Linked DNA regions of Ovis aries: region 1 is linked to region 2. A link is a contact called in public Hi-C data. All regions are on one chromosome and are shown on one strand. Each heading gives the region's core, a stretch centred on a gene start, on an enhancer-like site or on the middle of the called end of the contact. The rest is flanking DNA. Distances are from core to core; before and after follow the strand shown. Region 1 overlaps LOC132657832 (a long non-coding RNA gene). Region 2 holds the start of CD44 (CD44 molecule (Indian blood group)).

The links. Hi-C and Micro-C count contacts between places; a contact is called where the count stands out from the background.
Region 1: a contact with region 2 is called in a Hi-C map of skin fibroblasts, with 3 times the contacts expected there. The contact joins the enhancer-like site here to the promoter of CD44 in region 2. A contact is called at or near these places in 6 of 16 Hi-C or Micro-C datasets (blood, muscle, retroperitoneal adipose tissue and 2 more).

The regions. Positions count from the first base shown.
Region 1 is chr15:64,565,261-64,571,522 of ARS-UI_Ramb_v3.0, forward strand. LOC132657832 (a long non-coding RNA gene) reads left to right here. Exons shown (of 2, transcript XR_009596542.1): 2 at 3,946-6,262. Among named protein-coding and RNA genes, the nearest start is that of CD44, 110 kb to the left of the region's middle. Within about 2 kb of position 3,356, at least 14 of the 54 cell types and tissues checked have an H3K27ac peak or open chromatin away from gene starts, as enhancers often do. A contact at or near this core is called in tail adipose tissue, where this site is marked.
Region 2 is chr15:64,456,088-64,462,416 of ARS-UI_Ramb_v3.0, forward strand. CD44 (CD44 molecule (Indian blood group)) reads left to right here and starts at 1,696. Exons shown (of 11, transcript XM_060399518.1): 1 at 1,696-1,888. The coding sequence starts at 1,822.

The DNA.
Region 1 (6,262 bases), core at 2,106-4,605, 110 kb after region 2:
TTTCCTCTCTGTTATGAGATAGTAGCTGGTTGATCATTGAGGGATTGTGAGGAACTGCAGTGAACAGAGAGACCTCTGCAGACCTCTGTAACCTTAACTATGGTTGAGCCAGTAACAAACTTATCATGCTGAGGCCACCAAGACCTGGGCGCTCTTTGTCACTGCTGTGTAACTCATCTGGGCTGCTGCAATGAAAGGCGGCAGATATAAGACAAACATAAATCACAACCTCTTCGCTTGCGGTCATTGATAATCAAACAGGATTCTTCCCTAGTGAGCACAGATGGCATCTTGGAATCCCCCTCACTCTCAGTTGATCACAGTTGACACTCTGGATGACACTCATTGGCCTGTTGACTTAGCAAACGTTTTAAGGAAGAGAAAATGTTCTAACAACCTGGGCCAGCTAAGGACAGGTGTACCTTAGGACTACAGATATCTTTTGAGATCTTCTCTTTACCAAACATGGGTTTCATGATTCCTTGGAGCAGTTAAGTAGATGATGCAGGATGTTATGTGATGATAAGCATGACCAATCCTCTTTGAATGAATGCCCTAAAGTCTCCTGCATAACTGGACTTTCAAATGAGACATCGAGGACTATTGCATTCAGCCCAGAGCTTTAAATGCCATTAAAACAATCAATAATGTGGCAATGTACTCTGCTGGGTTATTTGGGGGAAATGGAGCCAGTATAGTGGGAGATATTGAAGCCAGATAGACCTCTAGGCCAGCTTTTTAATTTTTAATTAATTTTGGCTGCGCTGGGTCTTTGTCGCTGCCTGGGCTTTTCTCTAGTTGTGGCAAGCAGGGGCTACTCTCAGCTGCGGTTGGCAGGCTTCTCACTGCAGAGGCTTTTCTTGTTGTAGAGCATGGGCCCTAGGGCTGGCAGGCTTCAGCACTAATAGCTGAGGCTCCTGGGCTCTAGAGCAAGGCTCAGTAGTCGTGGTGCAGGGGCTTAGTTGCCCCACGGCATGTGGGATTTCCCACATCAGGGATTGAACCCGTCTCTCCTGCATTAGCAGATGACTCTTCATCAGTGAGCCACCAGGGAAGCCCCGAGCCAGCTTCTTCTTAGGTCTGTAAGTTTCTGAATCTCGGTTTCCATTACCTGTGAAACAGGGAGGGTGATAGCGCCTGCCTCACAGAATTGTTACGAGAAGACAAACACCCAAGGTCTACAAAAGCCTGCCACATGTGGAAGGGAACCTGTAGCAGACGCCATACGTATTCTGCCCAGATGCCCTTCTCGGATTTGTCCACCCATCTCATAACTGCTGTGTGGACAGCTAACAGCTCACGGCTGCTTCCTCTCTGGTGAATAGCTCTCTGCAGATGAGAGCTGCCTACCCTGCAGGTTCTGCCCACACCTCCCTACGTGGCCCACAGTCAGTGACTGACTGATATGGGTGCCAAAGACAAGTTTCCTTTCCTCAAGTGGGGACAATACAAAGTTAGACTCTCCCTGAAGCTATCTTCTTGCTCGGTTCTTCCCCTGCCCTCTTCCACTGCTCTCCTAGTCTCATAGGGTTTCCTGAGAAGTACGCCCTCAGACACACCCTGAGAACTTGAATCCTGTCTCAGGTTCCACTTCTAGGGATATTACCTATGATAATAGCTACTATTAATCATAACTATCAGGCTCCTCGCTGATTCCCTGGTGGCTCAAACGGTAAAGAGTCTGCTTGCAATGTGGGAGACCCAGGTTCGATCCCTGGGCTGGGAAGATCTCCTGGAGAAGGAAATGGCAACCCACTCCAGTATTCTTGCCTGGAAAATCTCATGGATGGAGGAGCCTGGCAGGCTACAGACCATGGGGTCACAAAGAGTCAGATGCGACTGAGAGACTTCACTTTCATCAGAGTGTGGCCATGCCCTGAAGCAGCTGCAGACTCAAGAGGGGCACCATTTTGAGATGATTCTAACACAGCAATGGATGAGCTCCCCAAACCAAAAGGTTCCACAAAGTTTCTCCCAAGTTCTGTTCTTGACACTGCTGGAGGAGAAAGTGAACATCATTCTTGAAAGAAGACAAGGCAATGGAGAAAAGGATGATGGGAAGGGAAACTGCCGGGAATAGACTCAGCCAAGGGGCTCTGAGGGACCTGCTGGGTTGGCCACATTCCACAGCAACAGCTTTTCTCATGACATTTGTCTCTACTACTACACGCAACACTGCAAGCTTGGACTCCCTGAGGGCCTTCTATGTGAGGAAAAGGATTGCTTCATCTCTGGATGTCATGTTCCCTTTCCTGTTGGAAGAGCAAGCTCAGGCTTCCATCCCAGTGAGAGGCCATTTGGGTAGGGCTGAGATTCAATTCCCATCCCTGAAGAAATCCAGTGCCTTCCCTCATTGTCAAAAATCAGAGCTTTGGTGAGTAGCAGAAGAAAGTGTGGAGGGGCACCAGGAACAAAAGACAGAAAGGCGTGTGATGTTCATAAAGCTCCTCTAGGAGTAGAGATTATCCTGGGCCAGGTCAGGAGAGGTCATGGTCCAAGAATTAAGCCCAGATTTTTGGAAGAGCAGCTGAACTTTGTTTTACAGGCTCGTGTCAGTGTGGTATGGCTGAAAAAAGAGGCCAAGTTGGGAAAGAGAAAGCCAGACTTCTTCCAGCTTAGTCACTAAGAAGTTGTGGCTGATAGTGCTAAGGATGGTAACAGTGATGCTGATGATAACTATCATTGACTGAACCCTTAATATGTGCCAAGTACTGTGTAAACTGCTTTATGTAGCATAGGCATGATTAGCCCCATTTCACAGATGAAGAAAGTGAGTCTACATAAACTCTCCAATGGCCCATAGTTGGAAAAGTTACAGAATCAGGATTTAACCTTGGTTTGCCACTGTATTACCTCTAATTCATTTTAATTATGATACTGATTTCCTCATCTGCAAAAGAAAATGAAGGTGTTAGTCGCTCAGTCATGTCTGACTCTTTGTGACTCCATGGACTGTAGCCCACCAGGTTCCTCTGTCCATGGAATTCTCCAGGCAAGAATACTGGAGTGAGTAGCCATTCCCTTCTCCAGGGTACCTTCCCGACGCAGGGATAGAACCCAGGTCTCCCTCATTGCAGGCAGATTCTTTACCATCTGAGACACCAGGGAACCCCCCATCTGCAAAAAGACATGGCTAAATTTCAAATATTTGCCCCTGAGGTCCTTTCTAACTTTACAGTTTGAAATGATTTCTGTCCTCCTCACTAAGAGGTGAGGAAATTTTGAGATCAGGAGAGTAAGCAACTGGAAAAGAGAAGCTGGATTCCAGTTGAACTTTTCACTCAGATGAAGGCAGTTTGGAAATTCCTTGGCCCCTCCTTCTGTGAGCAATACATTACACAGGCCTGGAAAACATCTGAGAAGTGACAGAAGCTGTTGGAGAATTCCAGGAGAGTCAGCTCATGCAACAAAAGGAGTGAACCGTAGATGACAGCAGTTCTATATTTGTCTTTTTTCCTTCACTAGTGGCCTCTAGATTTTTCCAGACAGTATTTGGAAGGCTGAAATCAGATCACCCCAAATCACAGACAAAAATAGATGTTGGGGTTTTGCATATTCATTCTGACCCAATCAAGGGGGACAGGGGAAACGCAATAATGTTTCATTTGTCTGCTTATGGAATTCAGAAGAATTTAAAGTCACTGCTTTTATTTTTTAAATTTTATCTATTTATTTATTTTGGCTGCACTGGGCCTTCGTTGCTGTGCGCGGGCTTTCTCTGGTTGTGGTGTGAGTGCTTCTCTAGGGCTCTAGGGCGCATGCGCTTCAGTAGTTGTGCTGCATGGGTTTAGTCACCCCCAGGCATGTAGAATCTCCCGGACCAGGAATTGAACCTGTGTCCCCTGCACTTAACCACTGGGCCACCAGGGAAGTCCTAAAATCACTGCTTTTAAATGTTTGAGGGTAAGCACAGTATTTATATTGGATGGCTTTTGTTCTCTTTAGACTGTTCTTGAACAGGCCGTCGAGGTCAACTGCTGCTGCTGCTGCTGCTGCTGCTGCTAAGTCGCTTCAGTCGTGTCCGACTCTGTGAGACCCCATAGACAACAGCCCACCAGGCTCCCCCATCCCAGGGATTCTCCAGGCAAGAGGACTGGAGTGGGTTGCCATTTCCCTCTCCAATGCATGAAAGTGAAAATTGAAAGTGAAGTTGTTCAGTCATGTCCAACTCTCTGCGACCCCATGGACTGCAGCCTACCAGGCTCCTCCATCCATGGGATTTTCCCGGCAAGAGTACTGGAGTGGGGTGCCATTGCCTTCTCCAGGAGGTCAACCAGCACTCCTGAATTTCAGCCTCTGCGGCTGTTTTTCTTACCATGACATGGGAATTAAAGATGGCCTCTCACTGCCTCAGTAAGAAGAAGAATGAACGGAACTTTAAAAATTACCAGGAAGGAAATTATTATTTGCTGGGGACTCCACAGTCTTTTACTCTGGCGGGGCCCACATCAACTGTGTGGGCATCTCCACCCATGCCTTCCTGTCTGGGCTGAGCGGTGACGAGCAGGGAGAGCACCTCATGAATGCTTCCTTGGAGGTGCCTAAACCTCCGTTACCTGTGGTTCTTTGAAGTACCGAGTCCTGGCTTCCTGTTTGTGTCACCGTGCCTGGAAGGAGAGATGCCCAGAAGGTTCAGGGCCGTAGGTGGTATCCGCAGAGCCTTTTACGGCTCTACAATCTTCCACTGTGGGGGTACAGAGTGCAGCTAATTGGGCTATTAGTGGTTCTTGGGGTAGGTAGAGATATTTCTTGGGACTTCCTGTAGCTTCTTCCTTCAAACCACTGTTTGCATCATAGCATGCAACCTGCTAATGTCGGGTGGAGTTGCTGGGTGTAGCACATCATTGCTTAAAGAAGAGGTCAAAGGCTGAGCAGGCCGTCTCTAGCTACCGTTAGAGCTGTACTCTCTGACGGTACGTATCATGTGAGCCTGACGAAAGAAGGCTTCAGCTTTAAATTTAAATTCCCCTTTTAAAATGCTTGTTTTGGACTTCACCGGCAGTCCAGAGATTAAGACTCCGTGCTTCCACTTCAGGGGGCATAGGTTCAATCTCTGGTCAGGGAAGTGCCACATGCCATGCAGTGCAGCCACACACACACACACACACACACACACACACCATATAAAAGGGACTTCCCTGGTGGTCCAGCAGTCAAGACTCTGCCTTCCACTGCAGGGAATGTAGGTCCCATCCCTGGCTGAGGAATTAAGATTCCACATGTGGCCAAAAATTAAAATACTCTGGTTTTGTCTGCCTCAGTGCTCCTGCCAGTGAGATGGACTCCATTAAACAGCCAGCAGTGGATGAATCACCAAGGGTTCCAACAGTGGTTCACAAGTGAGTGCTTTGAAGGAGCCACGGACAAATAAATGGAAGATTTGAAGGGGAACTTTTCAGTCATGCATGCACGCATACACAGAGATACACAGACACACAGAGACACACAAAAACACACATTATTTTATTTATTATCTCTAGAAGCACATGTGTCAAAGCCTCCCTAGGTTGTACGCCCAGGAAACATACAGAAACATTCATAGCAGCATTATTTAACATCAAAAAAACAACTGGAAATGAGGCAGATATACATTGGCAGGAAAGTGAGTAACCAAAATATGGCACATTTCACATACTATGCAATTATACAGACATGAAAATGAACCACAGCTACTTGTAACAGCATGAATAAACTGAGAAACACGTTAAGAAGAAAAGAGACGTATTGGAAAGGACTACATGCAATGTAATACCCTTTTTATAAAGCTCAGAAATAAGCAGAGCTTGTGGAGTCGTGCATATGTGTGAGACTAAAAAAAAAACCAACCTATTTTTAAAAGTGGAGGAATGATAAACATAATTTCCAGAAGCAGTTTCCCCCGGGGAGTAAAGCAGCTGAATGGAATAAGGAAGGAGTATGAAGGTCAAGCGAAATGCTGGGGGATGCTTTAGGCCCTGCACTGGCTTACCGAGTCATAGGATTCTATATCATGCCGCACTGTAACTTAGATATAGATTACATATATCCTTTTGTATGTATGAGACATTATGCTAATCAGATTAAAAACCAAAATTATCTGTAGTCATGATGACGTACCCAGCTGACAGAATTCAAATTTCAGAGTTCAAAAGTTTAGAAAGTGTCTACTTCAAACCCCTAATTTTACATATGTCAAGATGACTTCCAAATTGCTAAGGGAAGGACCACATTTACACAACACTTTAGTGACTGTGCAAAGGTCAGAACTCCTGCCTGCTGGTTC
Region 2 (6,329 bases), core at 446-2,945:
GTCTATAGTACTTTGTTATGGCAGCCTGAACTAAAGCAGTAGGGATGGCTGCACAATTTCATGACTGCATGAAAAGCTACCTAATGGCTAAAATGTTAAATTTTCTATTAGGTGTATTTTAGTACAACAACAGCAACAGCAAAGTAAACTTTCATTGACTTCCTGTTTCTTAGGGATCAAGCTCAAACTTCCTAGTATAATTTACAAACTGGCCCCTGCTTACCCCCTAGCCTCATATCTTGCTGTCCTCCTTCAATCTTTTTATCTGATCAAATGTTCCAATTGCTCTCCAAAATAAAAAAGTGGTTACTTTGCTTTAAAAATGCTGGCAAGGCTCTTTCAGGGTCTCTTCACAGTTTCTGGTATCAGATTCAGTAGTCCAAGTTAGCAATAAATGCTGCACTTGCTTTTCAAATATTGTATCACAATGTTACAGATAGATATGGAATTATAGTGCAAAGTATGATTTTTTCAAACTCAAAATGAGGAATATGACAATCTCCTCCCTTTTCTGAGATTTGCTGAGTAGAATAGATTAGGATAGAAAGTGGATTAATATTCATGTAGATAGGAATATAAACGGGACCAAGAAAGAAGGGATCGATGTGTGGGTGGGTGAGAGGAGGGGTAAAATGATGAATGGATATGTAGATGATGGATGGATGGATGGATAGATAATGTGTGAGTACATGTATGAACAGATATGTGGGTATGGATGGATGGAGGGGAGAATAGTATATAGATGGATGTGGCTTTACAAAGAGATGTGAAAAGATTAATAGATGGATGAGAAGTTGTATGGGAGGGTGGTTGGAAGAAGATGTGGTTGATGGATGGGTAGACAGAATGGCTGGACAGGAGGCTGGGTGCATGTCAGTGCATACCGATGGACAGGAGGGTAAATAGATGTGTGAGCCCTGGAGAGACACAAGATAAAATGGGTAGATAGAGGAACCCGTGGGTGTTTGGGAGGATGAGTGAGAGTGTGAGTAAGCCAAGGAGGAATGGATAGACGGAACCAGGTGCCAGCCTGGGACCGGAAGATGATGTACAGGTCAGTAGAGCCAAATACCAGCCCCGTGGCTGGCTACCATTAGCTTTCCCTGAGCAGTCCTGCTAAGAATCAAAAGTCCACCCGAAGCGTGTTAATGAACTCCCTTCTCTTTCAAGGGAAGGTCGACGAGCTCTTCCTCCCTTCCCTGGAAGAATCGCAAGCTCCCGACCATGCGCAGGGGAAAACCACACTTCCACGGTCCCAGCCCCTCTCCCAGAATATCCAGCTGCCTGTGAAACCCACAGAGAAGAGTTCCCCAGCCTGAGTCAAAAGAGAAACTTCGCGGAGGGGAGAGGCCAGAGGCTGAACCCAAAGGGGCGAGGTTTCAGGACTCAGTTATTCCCTCCTGCGTCCAGAGGCTGCGCTCCCAGCCGCCAGGAGAGAAAAGTCGGTGCGTCCTGGGTGCACGGGGACCCCCTCGGCCCTCCGGGGTGCGCGCCCAGACACCCCGCTTTATTATCTCGGGGGAGAACGGGGCGGGGGCGGAGGGGCCAGGGCTAAGGAGAGCTGGTACGTCTTTAAACTTCTGCGGGCTGCTTAGTCACAGCCCCCTCGCTTGGGTGTGTCCTCCCTCGCTCCCTCCCTCTTAGGTCACTCTCAACCCTCGAATAAAAACTGCACCCAACTTCCGAGGCGCCCTCATTGCCAGCCGGACCCCAGCCTCCGACAGGTTCGGGCGCCCTGCTTGCCCCGTGCTTCGCCGGCCCCCGCCCAGCGCCCGGCCCCTCCGGCTCCACTCCGCTCGCTCGGTCGGTCGCTCCGACGCCATGGACACGTTTTGGTGGCGCGCAGCTTGGGGACTCTGCCTCGTGCAGCTGAGCCTGGCGCAGATCGGTGAGTGCCCGCCCGGACGGGAGGGAGTGGCCCGGACCCAGCCGGGCGGGCTCCGTTGGCCCTGGCGGGGTCGGGGTCAAGTGGGCGGCGAGCGGCTGGGATTTGGCGAAGGAGGACCGGGCGAGGATTTGCGCTAAGCTCTTGGAGAGCCTGTCGTTGGGAAGCACCGTTTTGTGGAACGGCAAAAAGAAAGGGCGCAGAAAAGTTTGCTGGGCAGCAGGCTGTTGGCGCGCGGTTTGGGGTGGGGTGGTTGGAGCCGGTGGAGCACAAGGAACTGTACTCCTGGGTGCGCGCAGCCTGTCTGGACTAACACACTCCTGTGCCCAAGGGCACTTCAAGCCAGGCTGCGCAGGGCAGGGACAGGGGCTGGGGTAGGGACAGGGGTGCTAGCGAGGTGGCCATAGAGGTGGGCACTGTTGCCCTCTGTGAGGGTTGGTGGCAACAAGCTTCCCAGAATGGGGTCCCGCGTTCCTGTGGCTCTCCCATTTCACCTAGGTTCCAAAGCTCTTACAGTTGGCTCCAGTCACGAACAATCTTAACGCTTGTGGGAACTTGAACCTTCTCTGTGGCAAGGTTCTGGGTCGCCACGAGGTGCCAGCCTGGGGCAGGGAGTGTGAGTAGGATAGGCAGTGACTCGGCCAGCTGCTCCATCCTGGCAACCTCCTGCAGGCTGCCAATCAGTTAGGGGAAATCCAGACAGTCATGTGGCTCCCAGTGGGTGCCTGGCAGCCTCGGAGCAGGACAGAGAAGCAGGCTCCTGGGTGGCATCAGGGATCCCGGCGCCTGTATCCCATCCCCACAGGGTCCGTTCTTCTCAGGGGCTGTCGAGGGGGTGGCTGCGTGTGAGGTATTCTGGCAAGGCTGAACTCCAAGCATTCCTTTTCTTTGTCTTTATATGTGCAGATAATTACATGGCTGATTTGCTTATCGCTAGCAAAATTAATTTTTCTTTTAAGAAGTGCCAGCTGGGTCATTAAGACAGCTCAACCTATGGTTAATTCTACTCAGCAAGTGTTTATTAAACCCAGCTCTGGGGGTACCAGGAAAGTAAGAGACACAGTCCTACCGGGGTACTTTAGACTGAGAGGATAAGTGAGGGTCTAGGATTTAGATTCCTGAATCAGAAAAGTAATAATTAATAATAATAATTAACAGTAATCATAATGGCAGCACCAGCCACCATTTATTATACATTTGGGCTGGGCCAGGCACTGTGCTAAATTCTTTACACGCGTTATCTCGTTTTACCCTCAACAATGGCCCACTGAGAAGTGTCCTGTCGTTAGCCCCGTTTTGCAGGAGGGCAGCAAACCGAAGCTCAGAGAGCTTAAGTGACTTGTCTGTGTTCACACAGTCAGAAGACTGCTGGTTCTGTGAACCAAGCTTCTTTGCCTGTTGCTTGGTTAGCACTGGTTAAGCTGCATGTATGATATGGACAAACAGCAGCGTGATATGGACAAACTCAGAAAGGATTTTATGAAGGAGGTGGTGGACCAGAGGCTTTAGAGGAGGCTTTCAAAGGGGAACTGGAGCTCCAGGGATCTCTTGAAAGGCAGAGAGACTTGGGATGGGAGAGAGCAGGGAAAGATTTCAGGGAGAGCTGTGAGCCTGGCCTCAGGGAAGAGGAACCAGGCTGGTGTCTCTCTCTGTCTCTCTCTGTCTCTCTCTGTCTCTCTCTCTCTCTCTCTCTCTCTCTCTCTCTCTCTCTCGCCTATAAGGAAGTCCATTTGTATGTTACCTCCCTGGGGCATCTTCTGCTTTGCTTCTGAGGATTTCGACTCCTGACTCCTTCCATCCTGTAGCGCAAATTCTTCTAAAGGGCCCCATCCCCTGATATTTGGCACTGTCCTGACCCTTGAAGTTCCTCCCTTCCCCCCAGATGGGCAGGCTTACTCCTGCTCTGGGTTTCCGTGGTCCCTTTGGGGAGCGTCATTTGGAGGAAGCGCAAAAAAATGCCAGTAGCGATAGCTGCCTGGGCCCAGGCTTTCATGCACTTGTTAAGCTCTTTGGAAGGAACTGAGACTTGGGAAGGAGATGTGAGTTAACAGTGGGCTCGGGCTGGGCTGGCAGAGAGAGGAAGGACAAAGAGGAGGCGGGAAGACTCTTCTGGTGCCCCACCAGCGAAGGTGGTGGGCTCCAGAGGACAATGTGGACATTTCAGCAAGTGGCAAGGCTTTGGGGAGGAAGAAAGGGTCTGATCTTCATACTGAAAAGCAAGAAGTAGAGACATAGCCAAATACAATTAAGCAGCGTTGGACCCAAACTCTAAGTTGGAGAACAGATCTGTTGAACTACATTTCACACGTGGAAGGACGAAAGTAACCCTGGATAAAGAGCAGTGAAGTGAGCCCTCTATACCTGCCTGCCTCCTGTCCTCTGTGGGTGAGAGGTCCTTGCTAGAGAATTGTGCCCCTGGTGTTTAGAAAGAGGGGTGCAGCTAAGAGCTCTGGGGCTTTGGGGGTGGCTGGCACCCTTCTGATCCCTCTGAGCCTTAGAGACCCCTCTTTCTGGGAGTTAGACTTTTGGCTGTGTTTTCCCAGGAGAAGCAGCAACGAAGCCAACCTCCATTCCCGCTGAGGTTGGTTAGCATCAGTTAATTCAGTTGTTCCCCAGATACACAATGGCCATCTTCCTTCCTACAAAGGCACAGTGCCAAGTAGGTGTGTTTGAGTTTTGCAGCCAGTAGAAAAAGTTTCCGTTCTTTTTCCAGTTTGGCCCACGCAATTTGGAGAGGCTGCAGGGCAGTGTGAAATTCTTAGTTTATGACAGATCCCTTTCCACTCATTCAAGAAATATTTCTTGACTCACTATTGTAGATTCAGAGATGGGGACTCCAAGAATCATTTAGAAAAACCCTTTCTTTTTCCCAAGGAGGAAACAGGTCCCCAAAGAGAGAAAGGTGACTTCCCCTGTCTCTCAGGCCGAGTGTTAGCACAGGACGCTTTCCAAACCTCAGGGCTCTGAAATACCTTAATCCTCCAGGACTGAGCCCACTGCTTACAGTGGGTGGGGAATGTGTGGTCTACAGAGGTAGCAACGTTTGTTTCACACCTTTAGTTGCTGTCTTAAACACTCGATACAATTTTATATTTTCCTCCACAGTATACCCAGTTTGAGTTTAACCTAAGAATAAAGATGATAACTTTCTTCTTATCAAGCAAAGTGGCTGCTTGGGGTAGAGCCTCTGTACTGTCCAGAGCCTCCTGGGGTGTTGCTGAATCCCTCTCAGTTAGCAGCATTCCAGCTTTAAAAGCCTGACACTCGGTTCCTCTATGAAGTAGGGTCCTAAATCTGCAGGCAATACCATTTACCGAGCGCTGACCCTGGTGGCTCAGTGGTAAAGAATCTGCCAGCAAGGCAGGAGACCCAGCAGATGTGGGTTCAATCCCTGGCTCAGAAAGATCCCCTGGAGGAGGAAATGGCAACCCACTCCAGTATTTCTGCCTGGAAAATCCCATGGATGGAGGAGCCTGGAGGGCTTCACAGTTCATGGGGTCACAAAGAGTCGGACGCAACTGAGCACGCATGCACACAGCTTCATACGAGGCATTCAGCCATGGGCTTTGAACAGGTTATCCTATATAAGCTTCACAACAGCCCTGTGTGTGTTTAGCAATCTTTTCATTCCATTTTCCAGATAAAGAAGTTGAGAGGCTCAGGGAGATGGAATGACTTGCCCGAGGACACACAGCTAGTATGAGTGATGGAGTTGGGGTCCTCTGTTGTCTCACATCCTCTGTGTTAAGACTCCAGTGCCTGTGTTGCTTTGATTCATTATTTGCCTCTGGAGGACTCTGGAAATTGTGTGAGGCCAGCAAAAGTGAAGCCTGGGATGAGTGGCTTTCCTCTTCCCTGGCAGGCTGAGAACTCTTGGCTGCCCTGCTCTGCCCTGGCCTGTCTCTCTCCAGTCCTGGCCACAGCTGTCGAGAGATGCCAACCTAGCTATTTGTTACTAAAATAAGTCAATTCCCTTATCAGAGTCCAGCTGCCCTTCCAGACATGCTCTCATTTGCAGGCTTGGAAAAAAGGGAGAGGCTGTTGCTTGTCTAAGAGACAAGTCAGGGCAAGGCTTTCTGCCTGGAAACGGAAAAAAAAAAGGGGGGGGTCCTTGCAGAGGCTCTGACCCTGCAGACATTCTAGGTGCGATGACCCAGGAAGCCCCCTTGTTACATGGTCAGTGGAAACCCTCAGCGTTTAGCAGGTTGTGTGTGCCCCAGTGAGGAGGAGTGTCGAGAACCCGGGCGATGGGCTGATACGGTTTCTTGAAAAGGCAGGGATCTTGAACGGAATGTCAGTGTGGGGTGCGATGTGACACGTGACCACTCAAGTGAGATTTCAGTTTGGCCTTGAGTGTCAGACGGTTCCAGGTGGGGAGTCCCTGATGAAGAGGAGGTTGTGAGAGGGAAGTGGGCCTCCCCCGGCCACCCATCCTGGCTGGGAT